2 separate regions of the Drosophila melanogaster genome follow, and region 2 is linked to region 1. The links are chromatin contacts, called in public targeted proximity ligation maps. All regions are on one chromosome and are shown on one strand. The core of a region is the stretch at or near the end of the contact, and the rest is flanking DNA. Distances in the headings are between cores, read along the strand shown.

Evidence for each region.
Region 2: a targeted proximity ligation map of the Kc167 cell line shows a contact between it and region 1, with 5 times the contacts expected there. A contact is called at or near these places in 3 of 107 Hi-C or Micro-C datasets (the Kc167 cell line and wing imaginal disc) and 2 of 7 datasets of targeted methods (both in the Kc167 cell line).

What each region holds. Positions count from the first base shown.
Region 1 is chr3L:2,549,374-2,556,026 of dm6, forward strand. Spn (Spinophilin) reads right to left here and starts at 4,919. Exons shown (of 16, transcript NM_001259642.1): 1 at 4,685-4,919. It overlaps msn (misshapen), which reads right to left. Exons shown (of 18, transcript NM_206252.3): 18 at 5,474-6,653.
Region 2 is chr3L:3,033,672-3,040,638 of dm6, forward strand. It overlaps CG2162, which reads left to right and starts at 1,525. Exons shown (of 10, transcript NM_139503.3): 1 at 1,525-1,693; 2 at 2,820-2,990; 3 at 3,058-3,230; 4 at 4,113-4,290; 5 at 4,452-4,896; 6 at 5,058-5,234; 7 at 5,293-5,586; 8 at 5,655-5,844; 9 at 5,908-6,147; 10 at 6,256-6,798. The coding sequence starts at 3,197. The coding sequence ends at 6,305.

The sequences.
Region 1 (6,653 bases), core at 3,669-6,168:
GAGCCGGCGGTTGGAAAAACTTTTGTCATTATGCAGGCAGTGCTTTCTCTAAATTTCCCGACCGCCCCCACTTCCTGTCCCTCTCATCAAACAATTTCCCCAGCCTCGCTTATCTGGTGAATTGTCAAAAACTTTTCGCCATCACTTTTTTTGTGTTCTTTCAATGTGTAAAAATAACTCGTCAAAGCAAAGGAAACCGAATTCAATAAAACCAAAACATCGTTGAACAAAAACCACTCCCCCTATGAAAACCCCACTCAAATGCAACCCCAAAATAGGCAAATGAAGCCAATAAATGTGTGCCGTGAAGAGCCACCGAATATTGACAGGGAATATGTTTATTTTTAACACGGTTCATTTACCAAATTGGGCCTAATTTCTGTGGTCAGGTCCTGGAAAATGGGGTCAGCTGGAAATGGGGATTGGCTGGATATGAGGACTGAAACCAGGCGGGGAGGTGTCCTAAATTAGCTGCCAATTAATTAGGACCAAACGCAGATCCATAATGTTATGAACAGTATTATATTTCGCTTGAAGTTTGCGTGTTTTTTGTTTTTGCAGTGGGTGGTGGGTGGGGCTGAGAATGAACCTTGAAGGTGGCGATGGATGGTGCAATTTACATTGTTAACTAAGCTGCGACGGAGAGACCAGTCATGCAACTTCGGAATCTCATGCTCGGCAGTTCTATCTCAGCTCTTTTCCTAACTCATTCGTTTCAATCTCGCTGCAGTTGCAATTGCAGCCACTGAAGGTTGCTAAATTGCATAATTCAGAAACTACCACGTAGGGTTAAAGCCTTCGACAACGCGACAGCTTATAAAAGTTACAGTAATGTTTTTGTAATTGGCTTAAAAACTTGTTAATTAAGAAATTAACAACGTTGCATTACATTATGTTAACATATAGTGTGGGAAATATAGTGAAACATTTCCACTCTTCTGCCTTATAATTCCCAACTAGCCATTTCGTTTGACTTATTAAGGGAAGTAATCCTCTTTTGTTCAGAGGGTTAAACGCCTGGCAGACAGAAACTTGATGGGATGTCCATACCAAACGTATGTTAATAATGCCCAACGACAGAGCCCGCAGGCTCATTAGGTACATATACATATACATATCGATCGGGGATAAGGAGGCGGCATCCGGAGGAGGAGTGCCTCAAGTGGGGCAGTATAACCCACCCATTTTCGGTGTTGTACGTTATGTGATTCGAAAGCTTCGCCTGCCGCATGTTTTCCCCTCTCTGGTTTTGTGTTTCGGTTTTGTTTCGCCGTGGGTTACACAAACATTTCAAGTTGTTCCACAGGGTTTTTTTCAGTTTGCTGTCCGGACAAGTGGACAAAGTGGTGCGCAAGTGGTTGCATGGCCGTTAGAGAGGTGTGGGTTGAACTCTGGGCGGGAATGGGGTCCGCTCCGGCCCCATGGACCACTGCAGCTGTGGCCAACTATCAATTACCTAAATGCAACTGGCGTAATCATTGGAATCTCATGCGGAGCGGCATACGATAATTATATGAAAGTATTCTGGATATAAAGAAGTTTAAAACAGCACCAAGTCTTATTTAATCCTACTATAGTCTAATGTCAGTACTCGTATCAAGTTCAAGTTTTTCTAACATGTATTACCACTATTTCTCTGCCAAATTCGACCGACTAATTGAACTGCAACCTGGGTTCAGTGAACCCTGTAACAATCAAATAAAAATCAAGCCACAAATGGCCACATTAGGCTTAGCTAATATCGCTTTTCCTCAGACAATAAAAGCCGAATGGCCCCAAGCCATGAACGAATCATGATCATTGATCAACCGAAAATCCAAGACCCAAACGCGCACACAATTTAGATGCCTTATATGGCGGATCGCCAAACGGCAGCCTCATAAAAAAAGGTAGGAAAAAAAAGTGGATGAATAAATAAAGGCGACATTTTGCGGCGACTGTTAATATCAGTAGAGATACATAGATATATACACCTATAGCTACTATTGTGGCTATGGGTTTTCATTGAAAAGTCGACTAAAAATGCCAGAGATCCAAGATCATATGGCGCAAAAAATGGACCCAAAAGAGTCGTGTGCTAAGCTTGCGCCAAATCAAGTGACGCAAGAGATAAAGTCAGGGGTATCTATATTTTTTTAGGGGGCTACGGGGGAATTCCTAAACTTGATTTCGCCAGCTGCGCGTGGGCCACCGAAAAAAGATACAAAAACAAACGGAAAAACATAACACTCAAGAGTTCGGAGATATCTGTGATCTCGATTTCGTTCGAAATAGTTGACTTTTTGCCGGTCTCAGCATTGCAAAAGATTTCCATAAATGCGAAAAGTAAAAAAAAACAATATACATATCAGTGATTAACATAAAACTCAGATTTACACGAAAACAGAGTCTGTCTACTTCTTTAATTAAGAATAATCTCTTGAATAACTATTCTCTTGTCTGTTTGCGTTTGATTTATTTAATTCACACAGATCTGCGATCTGGATTTCTGTGGAAATAGTTGCGACAAGATTCAGAAGTAAAATAAATAGCATAAATGTGAAGCAATAAATCAAAGTCTTTCAACTTTGGTAATTTTTTTGAAAAGTTAAATTCTTTAATCTGATCAGCAGATGTCAAGATTTTCCATAAACAAAACTGAATAATATGAAACAATTATTCATGTTCAAGCTTTGGCACATAATCAAGATTATTGCTATTTAATGTTTGATCTGTCATCTGGCTTCCTATATGGTTTTTTTTTTTAATGAAGAACAACTTTTTTGAAATACTCGGTGCAGTTTTGAGAACATTTAAGCCGTTGCAAAAGTTTTCCATAAATGCCAAAATGGTGAAACTATAAATTCAAGGCGTTGAATTAACTTTTGGCTACTCAAAGGCATTAGCATAATGCCCAGATTTGCATGAAAATTAACGCATTTGAATGTTCAATCTGTCAAATGCTATGCGATTTTGGCTGTTTCGTTAATTAAGAATAATTTGTTGAATAACTTTTTGTGCCTGCATTTGACTAATTAAGTTTATGCAAATTGCTCGAGCGTGGGCGAAAGTTTAATGACGCCGGAAAATAGCTGAATACTTTATGAGTTTTTAAGTCGCCGACAAATTGACGATGGATATTGTGTGGAAATAAAAATTGAAACATTAAAGTGAAGCAACTATAAATAAATATACACAGAAGTCATAAAACAAAGGCGGGCCCTTCATCTTGTTGTGTTCTACCCCAAACTCCCCTTATTGTATCTTTTGGAGCTCCCTCTTCCAGTGCACTGGAAAAAGCGTTAGATATGGTTTATCTATAAAGATATTGTATGAAAATTTTATTCTCTACCACACACTATACGTTAATTTTAATACAAGACCTTTAAATTGAGATAAGCATCAGATACCACATTTTTTCTCAGTGTATTGGGGACTGACATGAAGCGCAACTGTTTCTGCGAGACAAAGGAGCAGAGAGAGAAGAAGACGACGAAGGAAGTGGAAGCGGGAGTGGAGAATAAGGAGCACAACAGAGGGAAGTCGTTGAAATTAAATACGGTTTGTAACCAGAAATTCCGCAACTAAAAATAAACAAATGAGAAAAAGAAGCGCAGAGCACGCGACGCACAAAAGAGGGTGAAATTGTACCCGCGAAGAGCTGAGTTTAACAACAATATAATGTTCTTGGCCTCGCCAGCGATTTTTTATTGAGGAAATAGTGCAAATAGAATTGTGATTTCTGCATATTTGCATAAATTGCGGCCACTCGCAGAATTGCAAAACAAAGAACGGCGATAAATAAGGCCAAAACAACGATAGCGAAATTATCAGAAGAAACCCACACATGCAAACAGAACCTAAGACAACAAGAGAAAAACAAAAGTCACTTGCTTTCGTTTTGTTTTGTTTTGTTATGTTATGGTTTTTTATCACCCAGTCTCCATCTCGCTCTCGCTCCCCCTCTCTCCCGCTTCTCTTACTCATTCCCACCCGATCGGAGTTGCATTTTGCGATCAACGGTTCTTTGGTTGGGGCATACTTCCTGCTCGCTCGCACCTACGCGAAAAGGCTCTGCGAAACCAGTTATTAAAAGCCATAAAAAGGAGAACCGTTTAACTGTTTAAGTGTCCCATGTTGGTTTTTTCGCCAGGTGTCTGAAACTTCGCCAGCTGTTGGCCGAAACTATTTTCGTATTTTCGTGTTTCGCTCGCAATTCTGCAATTTGCAATTGTTTTTTCGGGGGTTTTTTGCTGTCCTGCTTCTGCGCAGAGGGTGCAAGCAGGACGACAGGACTCGAACTCACACACACCCCTAAAAATGCCGCTACTCCAAATGCAATTTCATTGTTTTACCGTTGTATTTGCACTAAAATCGGAACCTGAATTTAATGGCGATTTCGTTTCAAAATATTTGCGTACACCCGGAATTGTGTGGCACCCACACCCCCAATTTACACTTCGTATTTCGTTCAACTCCGGCGCAGCTTCGTTTTGCTCTCTATATACAGCTTCATTGCGTTTTTTTTTATTAAATTTCTTTGCGCAAAAGGAGTGGCGTTGTCCAGGATTTTTTCACACATACACATGGACCTTATACACATATAGTCGGCGTCTTTTTATTTTCATTCGCACTGTTTTGTACTTTTTTCCGGCACATTAGCTTTTCGCCAAACTCCATTTAACACTCCTTTGCTGGGATTTACCTTTAAAAAGCTTTTTGTTTAGCCCTTTCGGTATACACAAATCCTTTTTTTTAAATACTCGCGACCCGGAATACTCGAATATATCCTATTTCGAAGGACGTTAATTGTACGATGAAAAAAATCACTCGATCATCATATGAACTCAGTACCCGCGGCAATTTATACTTATTGTTGATATTTTTGCAGCGGTTAAACTCGCGACGAAAACGCGTCCGTTTAGCTTGAATTTCGGGCCGATTTTGGTTTTGCTTTGTTTTTTTAGAGCTGGTACGATAGGAGACGACTATTCGATACTATCGGTGAATTGTTTTGGCGCTATGGGTTTTTAATTCTCGATTCAAGTGCGGTCTCACTGATAACTTGCTAATAATATTCGATTTATTCACTTATATTCGAGCAATCAGCGCTACATTTCAAAAAGTTTGTGTTCTAAACTGGCATTGCTTTGGCCATTTTACGAAATTCAAATTTATTTTTCCTTAGGAAACGCACAACGCTTGAAAATGCAGCTCAATATTTAATATTTAAAGAGCTTAAGTTTTTAAGAAAATTATAGTAAATCTGTATTATTCACTTTAGGTCATTTGTAAGGTAATGTAAAAACTAGCAAAGACTCAAACCAGTAGAAAGCTCTCTACATTCATGTTAAATATTGAAATATTCGTTTGGTGACCGAATTTTAAAATACCTTTTGTATTAAAATAACTTCTTAATAATAAATACCAACCGGCAAATAAAATGCGGATCTTTTGTTGTATTTTTTTTTTTTAATTTTGAGATTATATATATATAATAATTAGATTTACATTCATTTCTGTACCATTTTACTTGTTTTATTTTAGAAATAAAGTAAGCATTTATTACTAATTCTTTTATTTTTTTTTTTTGTTGCTTTAGACGTGCATGTTGGTGCACTTATCTTTCCATTTTGCTTGGATGAACATTACTAAATACGGGGGCGTACAATCAGTTTATAACACAAAAACAAACAATATTTTAAATATACTTCTTCATGAGACTTTTTCGTGTGGAAGAGAAGGGAGTGGGGCGAAATCACGCAAACAACATAAAATAAGGCAGAATTAGTGTTTCATTGGGGACATTGGAGTGTGTGCCAGTTGGGGACAAGATTCTTCTATATGCACTCGATATAGAGATATTGCAACGTGACCACTTTTGATATTGAAGCTAGTGAAAACACAAAGAAATGCACACAGTACAAAAAGCGGAGATGGTTATCAATTTTAACATGCTACGATTTATAGAATTTTGGTTTAATTTCCCTCCTCGATTCGTTCATCCGTTATTTTTGCTTTTGTTTTCATCATTCTCTTGGCTCTGTATAAAAGTTCAGTAAAAAATGCAGCTTAACTAGGTTCTCGTTTTGTAATTCCCTCCAATTTCGTTATTAAGGTAGCTCTCCTCGCAAACGACGTGGTGCGTTTCTATACTTCCATTGGATTTCCTCAATTGTTGCAAGCTTGCTTGGGTTTTGTGTTGCTTTCGGCTTTATTTTACATTAATCAATTATTTACTTGTTTATCACTTAGTTTTTACAATGGCGTTTTATGTGGGTTTTGTTTGCTTTGCTTTGCTTCGCTTCGCTTCGATTTCCATTTGCATTTGCATTTGCATAAAATGTATAAATTTCCTCTGCTCTCTCTCCACTAACACGTATTTATCAGAAACGCACAAATAAATTCTATTTGATAATATCAAGAACAAAAACTAACTGCATATATTTTCTTCTATATTTTCTGCTGTGCGCAGAAAATTCGATATACTTGTATGTTTTGTGGGCTTATGCTGCGTTGCTAACTTTCAACTTAAGTTTAACTTGTAAGCGAAATCATACACAATCGTGAAACGACATTTGAAATGAATCTGAATCTGAATCGTGTGTGCTGGGTGTTTGTTCAGTTATGTAACGTTAATATACATACATCGAAAGGATGGAGGATACGAATTG
Region 2 (6,967 bases), core at 275-2,774, 480 kb after region 1:
TCAAAAGTAATTAAAAGCAGATGATGTTGTAATCATAAACGAGTGGAAAACTATTTTATTAAACCAGCCAAACAGATTGCGGGCCCAAGAGATAAAAATCGAATGCAAAACGTCCTTCAATTCGGGCCCTCACAAGCGAATGGCTTTAAGATCGTAAAAATTTACAGCTTTCGTAATTGCAAAATAGTTTGGCATAACACGGAACTTATTGTTTAGGTACAGGAAAGGAATATGTACCAATATTGCCGATGGCAAACACCTACACCAGATAGATACCCAGTCATTCATGTATCCAAACACCTATCCATAAAAGATGCCTTCCAGATTTTATTGAGGCATTATCAGGCGAAATAAACGGGGACAATTTGACGAAAATTGGGGACTGGGAGGCCGAGGAGCCGGTTTTATGAATGCCATTTTGACAGGAGACGACAGCAAAGGGCGTTGCAAATTGCCGGGCGGGGCGTGGCAATGGGCATAGTTTTTGGCCAACCCTCAGACCTGTAATGAATGGCCATGTATGAGCGATAACAGAGCACTCGGAAAAATGTATCTTAAAGGTTGCTATATTTAAAGGCAAAATCATATTTCACATACAAGGCCAGTTGAAAAATTCAAATCACTTGAATGATTAATGGGTAAATGGGCAACCTTTTTCAAGTAGAGCCTAAGCCAAGTACTACCATTTAATAACAACTTGTAATTAATACGAAATGTTCTCTTTCTAGTTATTTTTGAAGTGTTTTCCGCGTGGGTTTACAGAATCGACATTTACGGCTCATAACCCACTGCACTGAAATGACGGAGTATTTGTGCTTCCCGATAGCCATTAGAAAGTGGAGCTGGTAGGCGGGGAGGGTAGTGTGGGGTGTTGCAAGTGGGTGGCTTTTGGGCGACTGGGTGGTGTGGGAGGTGTCAAGGGCGCGATAGCTCTTTGACAGCCGGGAAAGCGGATATGGAGTGAACGACAGGTTTTCCCTCAGCTCTTCCGCCTGGTAGTTCGTGTTTATGTAAAATTAATTTGAAGCTTTTAATCAAATATTAGCGGCAAAAAATGCTGCGGAGCTTGGTAGGAAAAACTGAGCCACAAAGCAGTGAAATTAAATACTTAACCTACTTTCAGCAGTCACTTTATGGACAAAATAAGAACTTATTCTCACGCATTAGCATTGTTTTAAGAAAAAAAGAATTTGCCTAACTAAAACACCAATTTGCGTTTGTAGCAACTTATTGTTCCCTCAAAAACGTTAATATAAAACTAAAACCGCACTGTAATAATGATGATACATACTAAAAATGTGAAGGGAAGAGTTAGTGATTGAGAAACGATTTATTTACTTTTACCACTTGTATTATTTGCTTTTAAAAATATCTACCGCGTAAGTATCTTACATTGTAAAATAAATGTAGGAAATGACTGATGTTATCGATTATTTATAAAATTCAAATGTTTAAGCTTTCGCGCGTAACATGGTATTTTTTAGGCAGTTATTCGCGTCCTCGGATCACAATCTGGTAACATCGAAAGTTCTAATTTTGTTTGTGTGCGTGCGACGTCGGTTTTTTCGTCGTCGCGACTTTTTTAAAATAAACTGGAGGCATTCGCAAATAATTTAAGCCTAATCGATCAGGAATTCGTACATAATGTCGGTTGTGATATCGAGCTCTTTGTCAAGAAGCGCTTGAATCGTGGGTAAGAATAAAGTCGCACCTACAAAATGAACGAATTAGAACTTTTTGCCACGAGAATAGCAAGTGCATATGTGTGGGTGTATGTTAGTGTGGGCATTTGTGTGTGTGTCTGTTGTGGTCTCTGAATGTGTGAGTGAAGGAGAAGGAAGTAGAGCTCCCCTTATTTCTCCAAAAACAACAAATACAGAGAGTAAGAAGGAAAGAGTAGGAGAGAGAATAACTTGTAACAAAGTACCGTTACAACAATGGTAATACGGAAATGTGCAACAGAGAAACAAAAACAACACCAACAACAACGAGAAGTAGTACGAGTTTTGTGGGCCTTTCGTGCAGATACCACCAGTTTTCCCCCACCCCTCCCCGTCTTTTTCTGCACAATTTCGAGTTTTCCCAGCTGCGCCACAGCAACAACAACCACAACAACGAGAGCAATTGTGACTTTTCCGCATTGCAGTTGCGCCAACTAACACCGATTTTTTGATTTGGGGCTTCGTGCCTAAGCGCTCTTCTTGCATTCAGCCCGCGTTTAATAAACAATTAATCGTCAAGCAATAAACAACAGCAAGCCGCGCATAGAAATTTGAGCTTTTTCAAAATATTACACCATCCGATTACATAATATAGTTTACAAGTCGTGCTTTGCCGTTCCGTTTTGTTTCGCTTGTTCGCCTTCTTCTTGAGGTCGTTTCTTGTGCTTCCTCTTCCAAGTGAGAATTCCCAACAACCTGTTAGAAGATTCGGTCCCATTGGGCGGCGCTCTAGCTGGGTTTATGCGGGACTGTAATCAAGATCTATCAATGGAACTAAAAATTTAATTATAGTGTGTTAACAATCAGGTAGTAAACAAGTTAGCATTAGAAGCACATTCTAAAAAAAAAAAATGGATTTACCTCTTCATTTTTAACACGGCTTTTATGAATATATGATTCATTTTTATCATACGAATTTAGTATCTAAGCTCCCAAATGTATTTCCGCCTGTTTTGCCTGTGCTTATCAGGAGTGTTTTCAATTCGCCTAATTATCGTTAATGGAGTTCCCGCATAAACGACTCACTATACACGCACGCAGTCAGCGAATTGAATTGATCGATGGTTTGTTCACCTTCTCCACCGCTTTCTTCCGCAGCGTTCTGCTCTTTCCACCTGTGGGCAACTACCGCCGTTATCTCATCCACCAAACATGTGAGAAATACCGCCAGCAGTACGATCTGTTCACCTTCTCAGTGGGCCAAGGGCCGCAGCGGCGCACCGTCCTCTGCTTTCGAAACCAGCTTCTGGATCCCAGCGGCTTTGAGAAGTGAGCATCTGATATCTGACAGTAGATTATTGTTCATTTCAATTTGTCGTTAATGCACAATTAACAGCCGCAAGCAGCAGCAGCAGAGGGAGAAGGATAGAGAGCGAGAGGCAGCGAGGAGCTGGCGGAGCAACAACAATTCGCACTATCACACGAACGGCAGAAGCAGCAGCGCCAGCAGAAGAAGCGCCACGGAGCTCTGTAAGATGGGCGTTAAGAAGCATATCAGCGAGACTCCATGTGAGTAAATGGCCCAAAGCAAGCTGGCCGTACATATAAACAAAGGCTATCCCCTGTTTTTTAATCACATTTTGGAGCGATGCGTTTTTGGCTCCCCGTTTAGCAAGCAGTCATAAATTTAAGTGTTCGCAAATACGCAAAAAGAAGCCAAACAAAGAAATCGAAAATGTAACAGGGATAGCGACGAATATGAGAATACCCAGTAATACTGAAAATTAATTCACATATTTATCTATGTACATTTTTGCCATTAAATTGCACAGTTGTGTTAGATACCCAGCAAATTGAAGCATTAATGAGCTTTCCAATCAGAAGTAATAACTAAATTCCGGCCAAGTGTATAGCAAACAGGTAGATTAACTAAAAATAACCAGATGCGCCAGCTGATCGACGTCGGCAGCGCCGTTGCCGTTCATTCAAGGTCGCCCTCTTTCTCGAGCGGATTTTTTGGTGATGTTGCATCACGGCTCACCTCACTTCACTTCACTTGGCTTCACGCAGGTAGACGCTCAACTGGTCGACCGCTGCGCACGCTCACCAGCTCTGGACCGCCCCCGCAGCCCCCCCTTGCTGCCTGGGATCCACCTGTCAAGTTCGTGTTGACATTCACGAAAATCGGGCATAGAGCGGATCGTAAAAAATTGGGTCGACATGAGTGAATTTTGCTTTTAATTTATTTTATGCCGAATCCGTTGCTTCACCTTAGTCTCTATTTTATTCGTTTTGTTTTGAGCATTTGCCAACTATTGTTGCTAATCGTCTGCTTAGCTCTCCCATTTGGCGATCTATCTTCGTATCATGTGAAGTATCTCACATTCGGCATCTTGTGTCTCTTTCTCAATGTATCTCATGGATGGCGCCTTCTCTATCTGTATCTTGCAGTAAGCAAATCGAATTCGGTGGATTTATACAGGCCGCCAGCGTTGAGGAACAATAGCAATAACAACAACAGCAGCAGCGAGGAAGCAGCTGCAGTAAACGAAGCTATAACAACACCATTAGCTGCAGGAACAGCAACCACTGCATCTACAAGTCCTACCTCCAAAGAATCCCCAAACAGGTAGGTAAATCGATTTGCAACCCATCAAAGTTAGGAATAGATCATAAACTGCGTATATACCTCTAACGAAACTGTTGATATTCTGTCGTGAGCTAATCTCGTTACCTCGTTTCCTTCACCGTTTATTATTATTATCTCTGTTTTGCTCCGCTCTTTCGTAGAGAGGCGGACGCCTCAGCAGCAGCAGCGGCGGCGGCGACACGACGTGAACGCCGTCCCGATCGAGCGGTTTATGTGCCAAGGGCACGACGCAGTCAAACTACACCACCGACTACTACAACAACAACAACGGCGGCGGCAGCGACAGCGGTTGCAACAACATCACCACCAGCAGCAGCAGCGGTGGTCGCAGCAACAATTACAACAGCGCCGGATTCCCCGCCAGTTGCAGATACACAGCCGAGCAAAGCGGACGACGTCAACGGTCAGCCGCCGTCCAAGTCGAAGAAAAGCAAATCGCATCGGGAGCGCAGAGAACGCGCAAAGAAAACGACAACAGCTACAACGGCCGATAACGCCACTGTACTGGTTATATCAGCATCTGAGAACGATACTCAATCCAACGAAGAACACCGACCGGCAAAGCCAGCGGACTGTGATAAGGAGGTGTGTGTACTAAAACAAGACAAGAACGTATATAAGCGAATCTAAAGCCTATGAATTAGTTCTTATTAACAATAATTGTTCAGCGTAGCGCCATTCTCCATCAGCAGTTAGAATTTTTTAATACACATTTTAATAGCTGACCTTGCCTTTCTAACATACAGATCATGAGCGGCGCCCAGCGTACAAAGCCAGGCAATGGCAACAAATCAGCCAGCAATGGCAAAAGCCAGGCATCGCCTCCGCTGCGCATCGAGGATGTGGTGGCGGCCAGGAGCACCAATGGCGAGGAGCCGGCCAAATGTGATAACGATGTGCGCGAGCTGCAGCGAGCCTCAAAGGTAAGTTATGCCGCATGGAATCAGCGAAATGTTTTAACTAACTTCCAAACGATTGCAGGAAATCAATCGCAGCAATCGGCGCATCATGAAACAAACCTTCAACTCAGATGTGCTGGAGATTCCCGAGAAAATAGAGACATCGGCAACAAAGGCCATCCCCACATCCCCGCAAGCATCAGCCACAGCGAAACCACCTGTAGACAGCACCACCGAAGACGATGACGAGGAGGACGAGGACGACTGGGAGAAGATGTTCGACGAGAGCGGCGACTGTCTGGATCCCAAGTTACTCCAAGAACTGACTGAATCCGTGGGCAAGTGCAAAATAGAGCTGCCCAAAATGGACTATACGGTAAGTAGATATAACTGGTTAACCAGCATCATCATCAAATTAAACACTCTGTTCCACAATTCGTACAGGTCTTTCACATTAAACAACAACTGCTCAACGAAGAGGAATTTCCGCACGTTCTGGAGGTGTCCAATTTCCCAGTGGAGTTCAAAACTCCCGACCTGCTCATGCTTTTCGCCCAGTACAGGGGCAGTGGTTTCGACATCAAGTGGGTAGACGATACCCATGCCCTGGCTGTGTTCAGCAGTTCCCGCATTGGTGAGTGCCTACAAATGCAACCGGAGATTGGTTCGGTAATGAAATAGAACGTTTCCTCCGCAGCTGCTGAGGTGCTGACGATGGGGCATCCGTTTGTCAAGTTGAAGCCACTTGCGGAAGCCACTCTGGAGTCACGACTGAAGGCAAAGAAGGCCGGCGCGGTGTCAATGCAGCCCTATCGCCAGCGTCCGGAAACCTGCACGGCCTTGGCCCGACGACTGGTATCGGGTGCACTGGGAGTCAAGCTGCCCACGGCGCCGCAGGAACGGGAGAACGAGAGGCGGGTACTACGTGAAGCCAAAGGTGAGTGCGGGCCATGTAACTAAACTGGGTCAAGGATATACTTGATTTGGAATCATTGGCGCTGCCTTCCCTTGGTCTTTTATTAATCTGCCTTATCTTTTTATTCAGAACGCAAACTGCTAGCTGCCAAACAGCGGGACGAAGTCTGGGAGAGCTAGACCGCGGCCCGGAAGAAGGCCAGGTGCATTTTTCTCACCCTTTTCTCATCTGCAATAAATGCGGCAGCAAACACAACACCATGTGGATCGACAACAAGAAACACCACCATTAACGCCCACAAAAACAATTCTCAATCAAAGCTAACACAGTAAATGAGTAATTCGCATGCTAAGCAATGTACTTTTAATGTTCGCTTTTTGTGAAATTAACACAGACTTTTGCTCAATTTGTTGTAGTTTTTAGAGGATGCAATGCATATTATATCATCTAGGCCGTAAGAGAGAAATATCTATATTTATTGGTCGTAGCAATTAAACGTGCAGAGAGACGCGTGTACGTGTTGTTTTAACTCCAGCCGTAAACCTAATTTTTAAGCGCGAGCAATTTATATATTGATATACAGTTTGTCAAGAAACTGTTTACACACTGTGAAATAAGTTGAATTTTTGACTTTAAAGCTAAAAATAAAGGGTTTTTTGCTTAATTAAACGCAATTTTTTTATAAAATATAATTAAACAATATTTATTTTACTTATAAATCAAAAAACAAATTAAAAATATTAAATATACAAGAAAATAAACAACAAATTCCAAGTTTACACACTTTTGAGACTGTCAAGAAACTCTTTACACAAAACACTAAATCGAAGTTTAATCCTAA